Regions from separate parts of the Canis lupus genome. Here region 2 is linked to region 1. Evidence: chromatin contacts called from public Hi-C data. All regions are on one chromosome and are shown on one strand. Each heading gives the region's core, a stretch centred on a gene start, on an enhancer-like site or on the middle of the called end of the contact. The rest is flanking DNA. Distances are from core to core; before and after follow the strand shown.

The links. A called contact is a pair of places that touch in the nucleus more often than the background predicts.
Region 2: a contact with region 1 is called in a Hi-C map of blood, with 2.9 times the contacts expected there. The contact joins the promoter of LOC119864508 here to the promoter of LOC119864504 in region 1. A contact is called at or near these places in 2 of 9 Hi-C or Micro-C datasets (both in blood).

Annotation. Positions count from the first base shown.
Region 1 is chr19:55,016,890-55,021,163 of UU_Cfam_GSD_1.0, forward strand. It overlaps LOC119864504 (signal transducing adapter molecule 2), which reads right to left and starts at 2,455. Exons shown (of 15, transcript XM_038565209.1): 1 at 2,334-2,455. The coding sequence starts at 2,373.
Region 2 is chr19:55,471,615-55,475,888 of UU_Cfam_GSD_1.0, forward strand. LOC119864508 (ADP-ribosylation factor-like protein 6-interacting protein 6) reads left to right here and starts at 2,129. Exons shown (of 4, transcript XM_038565221.1): 1 at 2,129-2,525; 2 at 3,540-3,593. The coding sequence starts at 2,129. It overlaps LOC119864507 (pre-mRNA-processing factor 40 homolog A), which reads right to left and starts at 1,356. Exons shown (of 26, transcript XM_038565217.1): 1 at 967-1,356. The coding sequence starts at 1,242.

The sequences.
Region 1 (4,274 bases), core at 1,205-3,704:
CCTGCTTCTCCCTCTGCCTGTGTCTCTGTGCCTCTCTCTCTCTCTCTGTGTAACTATCATAAATAAATAAAAATTAAAAAAAAAAAAAAAAAAGAATCTGCCTCCTGCTCTGGTCATGACCCTGGGGTCCAGGGATTGAGCCCCGAGCTGGGTGCCCTGTTCTGTGGGGAGTCTGCTTCTCCCTCTCCCTCTAACCTCCCCCCTCCCAGCCCCCACTCAAGCTCTTTCACTCTCAAATAAATAAAATCTTTAAAAAAAAAAGCCTCCTTTCATTTTTTTTAAAAGATTTTAATCACTTATTCATGAGAGGACAGAGAGAGAGAGAGAGAGGCAGGGACACAGGCAGAGGGAGAAGCAGGCTCCATGTGGGGAGCCCGACGTGGGACTCGATCCTGAGACCCAGGGGTCATGCGCCCTGGGCCGAAGGTGGCGCTAAGCCGCTGAGCCACCCAGGGATCCCCCAAAGTCTCCTTTCAAGATAAAAGTGCCCACTTCAGTCCACTGTGTCATTTACGGAGGTAGAATTGGAGCTCAGCTTTGTGGGACATAAACTGTTAGGAAGGCAATACCAAGGTCGTTGAAAAAAAGAGAAAGGCTATCTATCAGTAAATTGAAAACGGCACAAAGGCAGAAAGTGAACAAAATAAATAAATAAATAAAAGGTTACCTGGCTTGAGTGGGGGAGAAAAATGATGTGCAAGAACTAGAGTTGGGGAGAGAACAAGTCCTGACTTGGGAGGCAACGCGGTAAGACTGGAAAAATTGGTGTAGAACATAAGGAAGTGCCACCTTCCCTTTAACAATATCGCTCCATCTTCCTGCTGTGGCTCCTCCCTCGGAGGGACGCCCTCCTCTTGGACACCTCTGGGCACGGCTGCCCCGCAAGAACCCGGCAGGCCACTCTCACACCTGGAGGTACAGGACGGCGGGACGTGTGTGGATATATTTTCCTTTTTTTTTTTTTTTTGACCGAGCGCTTGAAAGGAATTTTATCCAGCACAACAAAAATCCAGATTTGAAGAAATCAAATGCAATATTTGGACAGCCCGGGTGGCCCAGCGGTTGAGCGCCCTGCCTTCAGCCCAGGGTGTGATCCTGGAGCCCGGGGATGGAGCCTGCTTCTCCCTCTGCCTCTCTGTCTCTCTGAATAAATAAATAAAATCTTTAAAAAGACGTATGTATATATATTTAAGGAGCTCTGACGCCGCCACGGCTAGCGCACCCTCCGGGGTTTGCAGGATCGGACTCCCAGCAGAGAAACGCACCTGCCGGGGTCCCCCGCCCCTCACGGGCCAGCACCAGGTGCGACGCGTCTGCGGACACGGGCCCAGCACCGCGTTTCCCCGGGGCCGAGGCGGGGGCCTCTTCCCCGCGCGGTGACGTCAGGCAGCAGCGCTCGGCCGCCAGCGAGACTGCGGGAGCGCAACGTGGCCTCAGCCCCATCCCCCTTAGTCGCGGGGTGACCTCCTCATACACACGGCGGGACGCGGCTCCTCCGTGTGGGCAGCCCGGCTAGGGGCGGCCGGGGGCTCGGGGGCGCGCGTGTGCCCGCGGCCCAGGGCGTGACCCCGGGGTCCTGGGATCGAGTCCCTGCGTCGGGGCCCCGCGCGGAGCCTGCTGCTCCCTCCGCCTGCGTCTCTGCGTCTCTGTGTCTCCACTGAGGAAAGAGCGAGAGGAGGACGTCACCTTGCAGAGGAAGCCTGCGCCGGGACCCCCGTGGGCCCTCCGGGGAGGACGGGATGTGCACGGCCTGCGGCTCCGGGCCCGCCGCCCTGCGCCCCGCGCCCCGCCCCGCGCCCCACGCCCCGCCTCCTGCGGGGCCCGAGACCGCGGACCCCGGGGTCAGCTCGACAGCTGCGCCGGGACCATCCGAGGCTCGCGCACTGAACGACGAGGCCGACACAAGAATGACACGACGCGCCCCCCCCCCCAAAAAAAAAGAGAAAAAAAAAAAAAGCAGCCGGGAATGGTGCTAAGCACGCGAGTGAGTCCCAAAGGGCAATGAACGGGCCACGACCGCAGGCGAGCGCACTCCCGGGTCCCGGCGCCCCGAGTGACAACCGCTCCCGCCACTTGATCCTCCCGCGGGGCTGTTTACAGAGGAAAAGCGGATTCAAGTCCCGAGAGCCCGACGGTCCGCGGCTCCCTCCACGGGGCGGACGAGGCGCTCGCAGCCCCCCCCCCCCCCCCCCGTCGTCGTCGTCGTCGAAAGGTTTTAGTGACTTATCCCGGGCCCAGGCCGGGACCCAGGCCGAGGGAGCGGCGGGGCCCGCGGGCGCCGGGTCACGGCCTGGGCCGCCGCCCGCCCTCCGGCAGCCGCGCCCGCCACCTACCCACGTCCTGCTCGAAGGGGTTGGCCGCGAACAGGGGCATCCTGCCGCCGCCCGGGCGCGGCCCCGACCCGACCCCGAGCCTCCGCGGTCCGGCCGAGGCGCGGCGCCTGCTCCGGGCGGGGTGGCCGCGGCCGCCGCTTCCTAGACGGCTCGGCTCGGCTCCGGCTCCGGCTCCGCCCCCGCCGCGCACTTCCGCCGCGCACTTCCGCCCCGCAGCGGCCCGGCGCCCGCCTGACGGGCCAGCCCCGGGCCTGCGCTCCGGCCCGCGCCCCCTCGCGGGAGCAGCGCCCGCCGGCCCGCGGACCCTCCGAGCGCCCCCGGCGCCCCCGCCTCCCGGGAAGAGGCGGCGGCCCCTCCCCGGGCTCCGCCAGGGCGCGCAGGCGGCCGCCGCGGCCACCTCCCCATCGCTAGGACCCCGGCCGGCCTCGGAGCAGGGGGCCTTCGGGGGCCGGACGAGGTCGCGCGAGACTTGGGCGCTCGCAGAGCCCCGGAGGCGCCGGCCGCGCGGGGCCGCCCCGGCTCTCCCGCCCTTCGCGCTGTCCCGCCGCGCGCCGCCGCCCCCAGGTTGCGGACCGTCGGGCCGCTGCTCCCGCGCAGACCGGGTCCCCGGGTCAGGCGGACGACGTGCAGGTGCGCTTTCCCGGCCACGCCCCCGCGCCGGCCACGCCCCCGCGTGCTGTTACGTAGTTACGTAGCTTCCGTGGTTCTTACGTTCCCCGGCGCCGCCTCCTCGGGGCGCGGCCTCGGCGCCCGGGTTCGGCCGCTGCTGCGTCCTCGGCATCCGGAGCAGCCGAGCGGCCCGCGGAGCGCGGTGCGCCCGGCTCTGCTGGAACTCGGGGTCTCCCGGTCGTCCCTTGATGTCAAAGGGTTATTTGCGACAGCTTAGCCGCGGGTCAGACAAAGCCGGTTTACAGCCTCGGGTGTAGACGGGCCCGGGGGGCGGGGCGCCTGCCGTGCCCAGGGCGTGACCCCGGGATCCAGCCCGCGCCGGGCCCCCGCGGGGCCTGCCCCTCCCTCGGCCCGGGTGTCAGGAACAACTAAATACAGTGTGTTTCGTTAAGGGCTCCCGGGAGCGGGCACCCGGTGTCCGGACACGGCCCACGCGGAGTCGCCTTGTGTCGGGCCGGCGGAAGGCCTGGGAAGGGCCCCGAGGGGCCGGGATGCTCCGGGGCGTCGGCCGCACCCGCAGGTGAGCGACGGACCTCGACGGCCTCACCTGCTGCGGGTCCGCTCGGGACGGCCCGTCCGCGTCCCCGTCCGCGTCCCCGTCCCGGTCCCCGTCCGCGTCCCCGTCCCGGTCCCCGTCCGCGTCTGCCGCTGCCCGCGGTGCGCGCACACCCTCCCCAAGGTAAATCTGGGACAGCTTAGCGCCGGCATCCAAGGCCCTAAATACTCGTTTAGCGGTGTTGAGCGTCACAGTGACGTAGTAGTGATCTGACGTCACCGTGCCCGAGGCGCGGGAGGGAGCGGCCCGACGGGCGTCGAGGTCCTTGCAGCGCTGAGCCGCTGCAGGAGCCCGACTAGGGGCCAACCGGCCTTCGGAACGGGAAGCACTCACGATTGATTGATTGATTGATTGATCGATCGATTTAATTTGATTTATTTATTCATGAGAGAGACAGAAAGAGAAGCAAAGACCCAGGCAGAGGGAGAAGCAGGCTCCATGCAGGGAGCCCGACGCGGGACTCGATCCTGGGACCCCGGCGTCACGCCCTGGGCCGAAGGCAGACGCTGAGCCCCCCCAGGGATCCCCAGCACCCACGTGTTAAGGATGCACCTCAGCTTGGGCCGACCACGCTCAAGACTCCGGTGTTGACCTGCCCCCGCGTGTTCTCAGTCCCTGGGTGAGCGCCGCTCATTAGCAGAAACCCCAGGAGTCGCTGGGAGCCAGACTTAAAGAAGGATGCTCAGACTGTTCACGCACCTTCACCTAATGAAGTC
Region 2 (4,274 bases), core at 879-3,378, 450 kb after region 1:
ACAGAGTGGCTCAGCGTCAGGCCAACTGGGACCCCATCACCGGGTTGCCTCGTACTTTGTTTTCTTAAACAAAATGCACCTCCCACCGGAACTTACACGGGCTCGCCACCGGCCGAATCGCAAAGTAATCGGAGAAAAAATTAAAATAATCACTGGGCAAAGAGAACACAGATTTCATTTCCGCAGCAGGCCGCTGCAGCGCGTTAACAGCCGGCGCCGCGCAGGAGCAGGTCCGGGGAGCCACGACTTTGTTGTTCCTCACGGGTACGAGGTAGCCAGCGCCCGAACAGGGGCCGTTCCCGGGCCGGCTCCACGCTGACTTCACGCTTTGACGCGAGGGTTCGCCGACTTCCCCGTGAGGAGCGCGGCCTCCGGGAGAGGCGAGCGAGGCCAGGGTCCCCAAGGACGCCCGACGCCGAGCGCGGGTGCGTCCCGCAGAACCCGCACCGCAGAGCACGCTCCTCGGCTCAGGGAGGACCCTCCCCGGGGCGGCCCGGAGCCCGGCGCAGGCCGCTCACTCCCCTGAGGAAGCCCTCCGCGGGCGGGGGCGGGGGCGGGGCGGGGCGCGGGCGCGGGCCGGCCCGGCTCTCCGGGGCTCCCCCGCCCGAGGCCCGAGGCCCGAGGCCCAGCCGCCTGCCGCCGCCGCCGCCGCCGCCCAGGCCGAGGCCGAGGCCCAGCCGCGGGGACGTCCGGGTTCGCCTCCGCGCCCCCGCGCCGCGCCCCGCCCCAGCCCCGGAGCCCGCCGCCCCGAGCGCCGCCGCGCGCTCCCGGCCTCTGCCCCTCGGGACCGGCGGCCGGCCTCTGACTCCGCGTCTCATTGTGCCGCTTCGCCCCGCTCCGCCGACGCCTCGCCGCGGGCCGTCTCCTCGGGGGGCCGCCGGGAGGGGCCCGGGCGCTGCGGCCCGACAGCCCCCGCTCCCCGTCCCCGGGACCCCGCGCCGGAGGGCGGCTCGCCGCCTCACTCACCATGAGGCCTCCACGCTCGGCTCCCGTCCCCGGCCTCATCGTCGGGCTCAGACTGCTCCGCCGGCGGCCACTGCCGCTGCACATACCAACAAGCAGCGATCTGAGTGGCTGGCGCCCGCCGGGGCCAAAGGTTAAAGGCTGCCCTGCGCTGCGGGGCGGGACCAGCGGGGCCAACAGGCTGACGGGCTTCCCCGCTGTCCAATCAGAGTGCGCCTCCGACACGCAGCTCTGCGGCGATTGGCCCCCAGCCTCAGCCTCGCTCGGCGTCGCCTGCATGGAGGGGGGAGGGGGACGGAGGAAGTTTCTGCGCCTCCGCCGGGAAAACTCCACCAACTTTCCCCGGGGGAGGGAGCTCAGACCGCCTCACCCCGCAGGGGGCGGGGCAGTGCGCCTGCCACCTTCACCCCCTCCGCCCGAGTTCCGTACGCCCTACCAACCTGAGGCTGCCCGGGAGGGGGGGTACCCGGCTCGTAGCGGTAGCGGGGCCGGGGCGGGGCGCGCGCTGCCCGCGGAGGAGGAGGGGCGGGGAGGAGGCGAGGGTTCGAGCTCCGTACGCACCAGCTGGAGAGCCCGCGCCGGGGCGGAGGGGGCGGGGCGGAGGCGTGTCGGACGGCGGGGAGGCAAGTTGTGATAGGGGCGGGGAGAACAATGAGAAGGAGAGCGGGGGGCGGGGAGCGAGGGGCGGCGAGCCGCCGGGAGGGAGGGGGGCCCGGGAGGCGCGGGGCGTGCGGCGGAGGAAGGGGGCCGTAGCCCGGCGGGCGCTAGGACCGGGCGCGGCAGGACGCGGCCTCGGGGCGGCGGGGCGCGCGCGCCTGGAGGTGACGCGGCGGGGGCGGGGGTCTCCGGCCGGGACGACGCCCCGCGGGGGGCGGGGACCTGGCTCCCTTCGGGCCCTGCTTGGCGCTCTCCGGGCGCTCGTCCGCTTGCCGTCCTGCCCCCCGAGCTGGGGTCGCGCCCGGGCCCGCGGGCGCCCCGCCTCGCCTCAGGCCGCGCAGCGCCTTCCGCGCCCGGACGCGCACCCCGGTGCACCCCCGCGCCGCCTCGCCGGTGGTGGGCGCGGGGGCGGGGGCCGGCCGCTGATTGGCTGCTGCGGGCGCGGGGCGGGGCCGGGGGCGGGGCCGGGGGGGTCTCGCCCTCCGCGGGCGCGGCGGCCTTTCCCGCCATGTCGTTCGTGGAGACCGGGAGGCGCCCGCCTGCGCTGCGCCGACGTCCCGGCACCCCGGCCGCGTCCGCCCGGCCGGCCTTCGCCTTCCCCGCGGGGGGCGGGTGGGGGGACGCGGAGGGGGACGAGGAGGACGGGTGCGACCCGGTGGCCCGCGATCTGCGGGCGGAGTTCTCGGCCGGGGCGTCGTCGGAGCCCGCGGAGCGCCCGCTGCTCCGCGGGGGCGGGGGCGGGGACGGCTCGCCGGTCCTGCCCGAGAAGCGCAACGGCGTGTTGGCGGCGGGCGGCCAGGGTGCGGCGCGGCGCCGGCCGGTGCGGGTGCTGTCGATCCTGTGCTCGCTGCTGTTCGCGGTCCTCGTCGCCTTCCTCCTCGCCATCGCCTACCTGGTGGTGAAAGGTACTGACGCGCGCCCCCCGCCCCCCGCCCGGCCTCGCCCACCCGTCCCTTGCGGTGTGTTTCCCGAACGGGCAGGGCCGCGCCCGAGGTGGGAGGCCCGAGGTGGGCCGACGCCGCGGTGGGACAGGCTGGCCGGCGGCGCCGTGGAGGCGGTGGCTCTGAGGCGATGGTGCTGAGGCGGCGGCGCTGAGGCGGCGGCTGTGGGGCGGCGCCGGTGCCGCGCGCGCTCGGACGGCCGGGCCGCCGCCCCACAGCCCCGGGCTCTGCTCTTACGGATGGAGTCCGTGGCTCTCGGCCGACGTGCGCTGGTGTCGGGGTCAGACCCCTCTGGTCTCCCCGGTCGTTAGTTGTGTTTCGTCGAGTGAGGTTAGACAGCCGCCGGGTGGAACAGAGGACGTGCGCGCGGTGTGCGATCCGGCGGGAAGGCTCGGCCGCGGCGGTCGGAGATCCGCGCGCAGTGTCCGCCCCGCGCTCCCAGGCCCCCGCGGGCCGGCGGGCGGCTCCCGGGAACCCCTGAGCGAGGACGCGGGGCGCGAGCCGCGGTGCAGACGTGGGCGCCGGGCTCCTTGCCGGTGCAGGTGGTCCCTGAGCGCGGAGCGGCCCCTTTTCCTCGGGTCACGACCCTTGCGACCTGGGCTTGGGTCCCTTGAGGACGGAGGAAGGGGCCCTAGTAGGCCGCGCGACAGCATCGCAGAAGGCGCGCGCAGGCACCTGGCCGCGCAGGAGCGCCGCCACCTCGAGGTTGAGTAGCCCCGCGGCGGGTGCCGAGAGGAGACCCACAGCCTCCGGGTATTTTCACAGCGACTCCAAGAAGCCCGCTTACTGGGCGATGCGCCCCGACGGACTGGATTTCCCTCGGAAGGCCGCACACCTAGTAGTGGATTCGCGCGTGGACCCTTTTGTTTCCGACTTCAGAGCACTTTCCACAGCTCCACAATATTTTTCCAGGTTTTGAGCTTCTATTTAAATTGTAAAATCGTTTATACTCAAGCCCCCTTTTTTTTGTATTTACAGAGTTACATGCTGAGAATTTAAAGACTGAAGACGACACAGACACCGGGCTACTAGGTATAAACTTAACTCTCATTTGATTTGCTTTGGAGTTCATTTTTATTTTTCCAAGTCATAAACTTAAACTATACAAATTTTTGGATAAAAAAATTAATATTCCCTTGTGCAATTCATGCAGTCTTAAATTTTTTAATTGCATTTGTGTGTGGTAAATTTTATTGGATTTTTTTAATTTGTGTATTTGGTGTGTTTGTGTATACACCACACACAGTAGGAATGCAATTTGAACACCGCTGTGTGTGTGACAAAGACCCAGAGACTAACATTTTCTACTTAGTTCCTCAAAAAGTTTTCCTATACCTTTCCCCAGGAATTAAAAACAAAAAAATCTCCTCACAAACTTAGCAAAGATGACATCTTAAGCAGACCTCAGGAGAAATTTAAGTTCATTATCTCCTTATAAGCAACTTCCTTTTTTTTAAAATGTAAAAAGTATTAGACATACTTGCTTAAGTTAATGATGAAGTCAGCCTCAAGTTTCTATAGAATGTAGAATGCTGTACAGACGACTAGTGAAAAATTGAAGGATTATTTATCTTGTATTTATTACTTTTTGCCAAAATAACTTTGAAGTGTTCAGAACCTGACCTGTTTGGGATATTTTACTACTTTTTGCTGTAATTTATTTGGTTGATCACTCTGAATCGGGGGGGGAAAAAAAAAAGGCTGAGATCCTAT